Regions from separate parts of the Mus musculus genome. Here region 2 is linked to region 1. A link is a contact called in public HiChIP or PLAC-seq data. All regions are on one chromosome and are shown on one strand. Each heading gives the region's core, a stretch centred on a gene start, on an enhancer-like site or on the middle of the called end of the contact. The rest is flanking DNA. Distances are from core to core; before and after follow the strand shown. Region 1 holds the start of Xpnpep2 (X-prolyl aminopeptidase (aminopeptidase P) 2, membrane-bound). Region 2 has its middle 20 kb from the start of 9530027J09Rik.

Region 1 (3,925 bases), core at 456-2,955:
GAGGTATTTGCTCCAGCCTAAACAGGAGGTGAGTGCCTTTGAGTGGCCATTTCCTCTATCCTCCGATTTCTGGGAATTACGTCTTCACCAGTCATGGAAAGGGTGGGAAAGAGGGGACAGGATGGAGGGGAAGACAAGAGCTTTGGCAGTCATGGAATGACACAGAGTTCTCTCCCAGTTCTTGGCCCTGAGGCTGGGGTCTTCTGCCCTTTGCTTTCCCCTGAAGACAGAGGTCAAGGAGTATCCTCACTTAGCTTGACTCTGCCTTGTCAGGGGGTCCCAGAAAGACCCCCCTTCCCTCTACAGAAGGCTCTACCTCATCGTTCTTTTCTATTGCTTGATAATTTCATACACACATAAAATGTATTTTGATCAAAGCACCCCTATTCTTTCCACTCCAACTCCTCTACTATCCCATGTACCTTTTTCCCCTCCCAACATACTGCACCTTTTTTTTTTTTAAATACTCTGAGTCCAGTTAGTGGGTGTGGGAATACCCACTGGAGCACGGAAAGCCTCTTAGGAGCACATATCTGAAAACAGACTCTCCCTCTCTTAAAGGCAATCAGTTACCTCAGAGAAGGGTGGGACTTCACGAACCCCCCCCCCCAAATCTCCCGTAGGAATGAATGCTTCATCATTCTTAAATGGATTGTTGAAAGCCACCAACAATTTATTATGGTTACATTAGAAATAAAGTCAAAGCTAGACATGATGGTCAATGCCTGTAACCCTAGTAGCCAGGAGGCTGAGGCAGGAGGATTATAAAATCAAGACTAGACTGGGCTGGTTTTTTTGTTTTGTTTTGTTTTGGTTTGGTTTGTTTTGGTTTGGTTTTTTTGAGACAGGGTTTCTCTTTGTAGTCCTGGCTATCCTGGAACTCACTTTGTAGAGCAGGCTGACCTTGAACTCAGAAATCTGCCTGCCTCTGACTCCCAAATGCTGGGATTAAAGGTGTGTGCCACCACCACATGGCTGGGCTGATCTTTTGCTACAAAACCCCTTATTGAAATGAATCATTGTTACTTGGAAGAATTTCTTTCTGGGCTCACAGGACCCCAGAGGTTCTAGAGAGCCTTTCCTTGGAGCTGTCTTAGAATCAGTGTGGCGTGACACTCCCTGATGGGACAGAGTACAGGGGGTGAGTGCATGTGCCTGCCAGCACACACACACACACACACACACACACACACACACACACACACATGATTTCTGCTTTTCAGCTTTCTGCTTCCCTCCCAGTGAGTTCTGTTCGGGAAGCTATGTCAAGAGTATTTCCAGTTTGCTGTCTTCTCAGACCCCTCAGACTCCTCCTTTGGGGTATTCTAACTTCAGCTGCATCCCCTGGTCCCTGCAGATATTTGGGCCTTCAAAGGCATTCCAGATATCAAGGCCCCTAAGCAGCTTAGGCTTTGCAAAGCCCAGAACATGCAGCTGAATGGCACTGGGGGATCCCCAGGGAAGGTCTGCTGGTATATTTTAGGATGGACTAGTGGGGAAAGTCATGCCACCAATTGTAACTCAGTTACCAGTTGTAAGACAGTAACCCCTCTCCCCAGTTGCAATCAACATTCCTGATCTGGGTGTGGGAGTGGGAGAACACTCATACACTCATTCACTGGCTTTTTTTTTTTTGACACAGGAGGGCTTAGAGGAGGAATAGAAGTAGGAGCAAATATCTATCCCAAAGCAAAAGCAGGGCTGCACCAGTGCCTGATGTGAGCTAATAGGAAACAGCTTGCTGGAGGGTGGGGAACAGAATTCAGAAACTGCTAGGGTAGAGCTGCTGAAGAGGGGGGCTGGGAGAGGCTGGGTGATTGAGACCAGCTGTTGCTCGTCCATCTCAGAGATCTTTGGACTCTGCCCAGGGGCAGGCTCACACCCTACCTACCCTAAGCCACAAGAAACCAGCACAGGTTGCTTGGGCAGCCCGAGGCACACTCTCCACGGTGGCTTCCCAGACTTCCTGAAACAAAAGATTACAGAAGGATCCTCATCTAACATCGAGACACAGCCATCAACCTTATTTGCTTCTGCCCAGGAAAGGCCTGGAAGAAGAGGCCACCAAACAACCCAACCCTCTCTCCAGTCCCTTGATCTACTCGTCGCCTGCATCTGGAGACCCAATGGCCCAAGCCTACTGGCAGTGCTACCCCTGGCTTGTTCTCCTCTGTGGTATGTGCACCCCAGCCACTCCCAGCAGGCAGCTCTGATCTCTCTCTCTCTCTCCAGGCTCAGAAAAGTTTGGAGTAAGGGCTAGGACCCAGGTTATCTTTTTTTCTCTTTGTCACTTTATCTTGCAGAAAAGGCCCCTGGTGGGGCCTTCATGACTTGGATCAAATCTAGTTTGGCCCCTTTCCATGCCCAGACAAAGTGATTGCGTCACTTGTGAGGTTGATGGCTTTTTAAAAATGACTGCACGAAAGGCCTTGCAGAAGGGAGCCAGGTGGAACACACACACAACACAGTCTGTTAGGGATGTAGAACTAGTGAGTACTGGAGGGCTTGCTGCCAGAAAGTTACTAAGAGGAATCCTTGAGGTCCAAGGATGGCGTATTCTTGCTAAACTGACTTAACAGGATTCTTACTGAAGGCTGGCCAAGGTGATGAGGTACTAAGGGGTGGGGAATAAAGACTCTGATCTGATCTTGAAGGTGATCAGATATTGAAGGGTGGAAGTTTTCTCTAAACTGACTTAGCAGAATTCTTGCTAGGACAATAAAGACCTGGCAGGACAGGGCAGGTACAATAGGTCAATGTTGAGGTTTTGTCAAGAAAAGAGATCAAGGGGAGATGTGACATAACCTGTGGCCTGTTTGTTTCCAAATAAGTACCCAGTTCAGCTTCCCATCACTATCCCTGGTCCTAGGAAAATATTTCTCTTTGTCCTCTGACAGCAGGACCTGTTGATTAATTCAGCATCCAGTTATCTCGTTGGTACCACCCTGTACCAAAGAAAACAGAGAGAATGATAGACCCTGGCTGGTATTCAGATGAACGTGGATTGGCTAGGTCTCACTTCCTATGTTGGCATGTTAGCACTGCTATTTTGCTGGAGAGCTGCTCCGCCAGAATTGGGAGTGCATTTTCTTAGATGAACAGTATGGGTATCATCGCTTCTTTGAATTTATGAGACCAAGTCATTCAAGCAGAGCTTTCATGATGTTCCAGCCCAGCTCCTTTCCTTCTATCTGCTTCTCAAGCCACTTATAAGGTATGGCAACTCCATCCTTCCATGGCCCCAGGGAAGTATGTCCCTTTATAAGTGTCAAGAGGTAGAAAGAAGGGCTGTAAGAGATCACTGGACTTTCAGGTTAGGAAGGATCTCTTTTAAACAGTTCTGGTGCCTGGCACACAGTAGGCACTTAAAATAACATTTTTTTCAGTGAATATTGGGTTGCTTTCTCAGGTTCATACCAAATTTGGTACAGAGCCCAAACAGGAAAATAAACCTCCATAGACTGTGCAGCGTTTGCAGCATCCCTCTATTTCCAGGACCACTTCCTGTGCTTGGCCTCGAAAAAGATGGAAAGGGAACCCCTGTTTTCTTTCATGGTCCTGAGAACTAAAACTGGGGACTTTTACCTTTTTTTTTTTTTGAAGTATGCAAACACTTTACCACTGGGCCTTACAGCCAGCACCATCCTCTGTACCTTCCTTAGGTGGCCTAGGCTCAAACTTCCATCTCACTACTCGGTCACTGTGGCAAAACCTGCACAAATTATCAAACCTATGTGGATCTCGACCTCTCCCATTATAGAAAGTGAATTTCTCCCAAGGTTGTCACAAATATCAGAGGAGAGACAGTTGTAGCTGATCGACAGTGGGACTGCATTCTGGGAAATATACCATTAGGCAATTTTTTGTTGCACAAAAACATGGAATGTGCTTATAAAATCTTTGGGTGACTGTATAATGATATAGG
Region 2 (3,649 bases), core at 773-3,272, 200 kb after region 1:
GCTGTTCTGGAACTCACTCTGTAGACCAGGCTGGTCTTGAATTCACAGAGATGCGCCTGTTGAGGCCAGTCACGGTCCGTCACTTTACGACAGAGTAAACAACAAGCGTAAGCTTTTCTTTGAGACGGGGTCTCAAGGAGCTCAGACAGGATTTGAATTCATTCACCAGGCAGATAAGGACGAACTTGAACATCTTCCTGTCTCCACCTCCTACGTACTGGGATTGCAGGCGTTCTCCAGCATATCTGGTTTATGGGGTGTTAGGGATCAAGCTTAAGGCTTGCCGATGATAAGCAAACACTCTGCAAACTGAGTTACATCTCCAGCCCGAGCATGGTCTTTAAAGCAAAGGAAGCTGGTACCAAGTCTCAGCTTCACCCAGTACTTACTGACTAGCTGTGTGATCGAAGGTATCTTCAGCTTTGTCTATAAAATGGTGATACTAACAGCCTGTGAGATGGCTCTGAAGGTAAAGTTACTGGCCACCAAGCCTGATCTGAGTTAACCCTGGGGATCCAAGTGGTAGAGGAAGAAAACAGACTCCCAAAAGTCGTCATTTGGTCTCCACATGTGTGACATGGGACACCTCCATAAATAAATAAATAAATAAATAAATAAATAAATAAATGAATAAATAAATAAATGTGTTTTTTAATGGAGATACTAGCTGAGCATAGTGGTATCTGTAACCCCCAACACTGGAGAAGTAGAGGCAAGAGAATCACTTTTTCTTTTCTCTCTTTCTTTCTTCCTTTCTTTTTTTTCTTTCTTTCCTTTTTTTTTTTTTTTTTTTTTGTTGTTGTTATTTGGCTTGACTTTTCAACACAGGGTTTCTATATGTAGCCTTAGCTGCCCTGTAACTCTATCTGTAGACCAGACGGGCCTCCTTGAGCTCCCAAAGATTCACCTGCTTTGACATCCCAAATGCTAAGATTAAAGGAGTAGAACCTTGTCCAAAAAAAAAAAAAAAGAAAAAAAAAAAGGCAAGTCAGCAACTGACCCAGGCATAGTGGCACACCAGGCATAGTGGTACGCACTTTTAATCCCAGCACTTGAGAAGCAGAGGCAGGCAGATCTCTGTGAATTTGAGTTCAAAGCCAGCCTGTTCTATGTTATGAGTTCCAGGCTACCCAAAGCTGCATAGTGAAACCATGACTTAAAAAAAAAGTCAGAGCCAGGCATGGTGGCGCACACCTTTAATCCCAGCACTTGGGAGGCAGAGGCAGGTGGATTTCTGAGTTCGAGGCCAGCCTGGTCTACAAAGTGAGTTCCAGGACTGCCAGGGCTGTAGAGAAACTCTGTCTCGAAAAACCAAAACCAAAACCAAAAACAAAAAAAGTCAGTAACTATAATGAACAGTTTGAGGTTTTTTTTTAAAGGTTTTTGGGGTACTATTTTTAATGAAGTGTGTGTCGGGGGTGTACACAGGTGGCCTCAGATCCCAGTGGGACTGGGGCTCTATGAAATTGTGAAACCACCTGATAAGGATTTTTGGAGCTAAACTCGGGTCCAGTTCAAGAGCTTTAAGAGCATGTGCTCTAACCACTTAGCCATCTCTCCAGCACTGATATTCCTAGTTTTGGTGGCTCAATATCCCAGTTCCCAGATAATTTAAAGTAAGTCCACTAGCAGCTAGGTCAAATATGCCACCTAGAGCTTGCTAGCCAGATACTATAGCTCCCTCTGGATTTTAGCATTACAATGCTTGGAGCGGAGGGGCGGGCGGGTGGGGGCGGGAGTGGCAGGGGAGGAGCAATGAATCCTGAAGGTACCTGTGTCTAGAATAGCAGCAAGTCTCTGAAGGGGACCCCAGTGTCAAGGCATCCTAAGCAAGTCAGGCCTGTGACATGGACCTGGCTGTACAGCATTCCTCTTTATGAAGCTGATGCTTCGTGGTTTTTGTTTTGTTGTTGTTGTTGTTGTTGTTTGGGGGTTGTTTTTGAGCAGGTCTTGTGCAACTTAGAGCTGGCCTCAAAATTGCTTTGTAGCTGAAGCTGACCTTGAACTTCTGACCTCCCTGCCTCCAGTTCTTGCTGGAATTAGAGGTGTGTGCCACCATGCTCAGGTTTCTCTGGCACTGGGGCTAGGACACAGGGATTCATAACATGCTAGAGGAGTACTTCACTAACCGAGCTGTTTCTCTGCCCCGGTTCTTCGCAGTTTTAGTCACCACAAGATCACAGATAGCTGCCAGCAAAAAGCTTTGTGTGCTTTCATTAGGACTAGGTGCCGTATCTTGCAACCAAGAACTTGACTGAGTAGCTAGCTCAGTGTTAGGGCACATGCTTAGTATGTGTATGGCCTTAGGCTTCATCCCCCAGTCCCATCTCTGAAAGCCATCACTAACTGGTTATCACTATATCACTTTACGATTTTCTTGGGTGATGACATGAAGTGCTAACTTATTTTCCTCCAATAGTCACACACTGCAAAACCATTCACTAAACAATACATTCTTTTCTACTGATTTAAGATGAACATTTCACCTTAAAATTAACTCTCACCCCCAGGATTGCCCCTTTGACCCCATTCCTCCTAGAACTCTGGTAGGTTTTTCCTTTTTTTTCTCATTCCCTGGAGCCCAGACCTGCCTGCTCCAGACCAAACCTTCTGGCCAAGGACTAAGGACACCTCTGTCCTGAAGCTAGAGGGCCACCTTTCAGGGACATGCCTGGTGAGCTTTACTAACACCATAGTAAGCCATCTACTTGATGGTTCTACTCTCAGATTAGAGAAACTCAGAAATGTAATTGTCAAGACTTTACCTAAGGAAGAAAGAAATGGCCTAAGGAAAGCTCCCCCTTCCTCTCCACACCCTCTCCTAGTCCCTTATATCTTTTACCACTCAGCTGGGAAAGGGCTACAGTACCTTTCCTCTCCATCAGGTCCCTAAGGCCTGATGGTGGCTACAGTGCTTACATTCTGGCCTACCATTTGGGTGAAAGCAAAATTGAGTTTAGGGCACAACCTTGATGGCATGCAAGTTGCCTCTCTAGCCTTCTGAAGACCGTGGTGGGAAGATCTCAAGTTCTAGGCCAGCTTGGAGTACATAGCGAGAAGGTAACCCCACCCCTCAACATACACACCCAAAACTGAGTTTACAGGAGATGTAGGTCAGCTAGTGTGGCACTTGCTTTGCACGCATAAAACCAGGTGGTACTCGACTCTACTCCTAGAACTTGGAAGAGAAGAGGCAGGAGGATCAGACCATGAGTGACATCTTTGGTTATGTACAGTGAGTCCAGGCCAACGTAGGATTCATGAGATCTATCTCAAAAACAGACCTGTGAGTGCTACCAAGCATTGGAGGTGCTAACTCTGGTTAGCAGAAACATAACTTCTTAAGGAAGCCGCCGTTGGAGCATGGGCTCAGAAGGCAGACTAGAGCCTAGTACCAAGAAAGATCATAAGCTGAAAGAGAAGATGATCCTCTGAGGCTAAAGTATGTCGGTGTACACACGGCACCAAAAGGTCTGAGTATGCCTTGGCTTCCATTAAGTGTAATGACAGTGTTCGCTTCGGCAGTTCGTGTACCAAAATTGGAACACAGGAATTAGTACGACCCCTGTTCAAGAACGGCAAGCACATTTGTGAGGCATTTGGTATTTTAATGACTTTGTATGCTAAGTTAAAAATTAACTTTTCAAAG

The links. HiChIP or PLAC-seq counts read pairs in DNA pulled down with a chosen protein or histone mark.
Region 2: a contact with region 1 is called in an H3K27ac HiChIP or PLAC-seq map of embryonic stem cells, with 5 read pairs. The contact joins the enhancer-like site here to the promoter of Xpnpep2 in region 1. A contact is called at or near these places in 6 of 39 promoter capture datasets (the C10 cell line, the HPC-7 cell line, embryonic stem cells and 3 more), 4 of 115 datasets of contacts at active chromatin or transcription factors (embryonic stem cells and memory CD8 T cells) and 2 of 9 other capture datasets (adipose tissue and liver).

Annotation. Positions count from the first base shown.
Region 1 is chrX:48,107,020-48,110,944 of GRCm38.p6, forward strand. Xpnpep2 (X-prolyl aminopeptidase (aminopeptidase P) 2, membrane-bound) reads left to right here and starts at 1,706. Exons shown (of 21, transcript NM_133213.2): 1 at 1,706-2,175. The coding sequence starts at 2,127.
Region 2 is chrX:48,303,534-48,307,182 of GRCm38.p6, forward strand. No RefSeq gene overlaps it. Among named protein-coding and RNA genes, the nearest start is that of 9530027J09Rik, 20 kb to the left of the region's middle. Within about 2 kb of position 2,023, at least 6 of the 459 cell types and tissues checked have an H3K27ac peak or open chromatin away from gene starts, as enhancers often do. A contact at or near this core is called in embryonic stem cells, where this site is marked.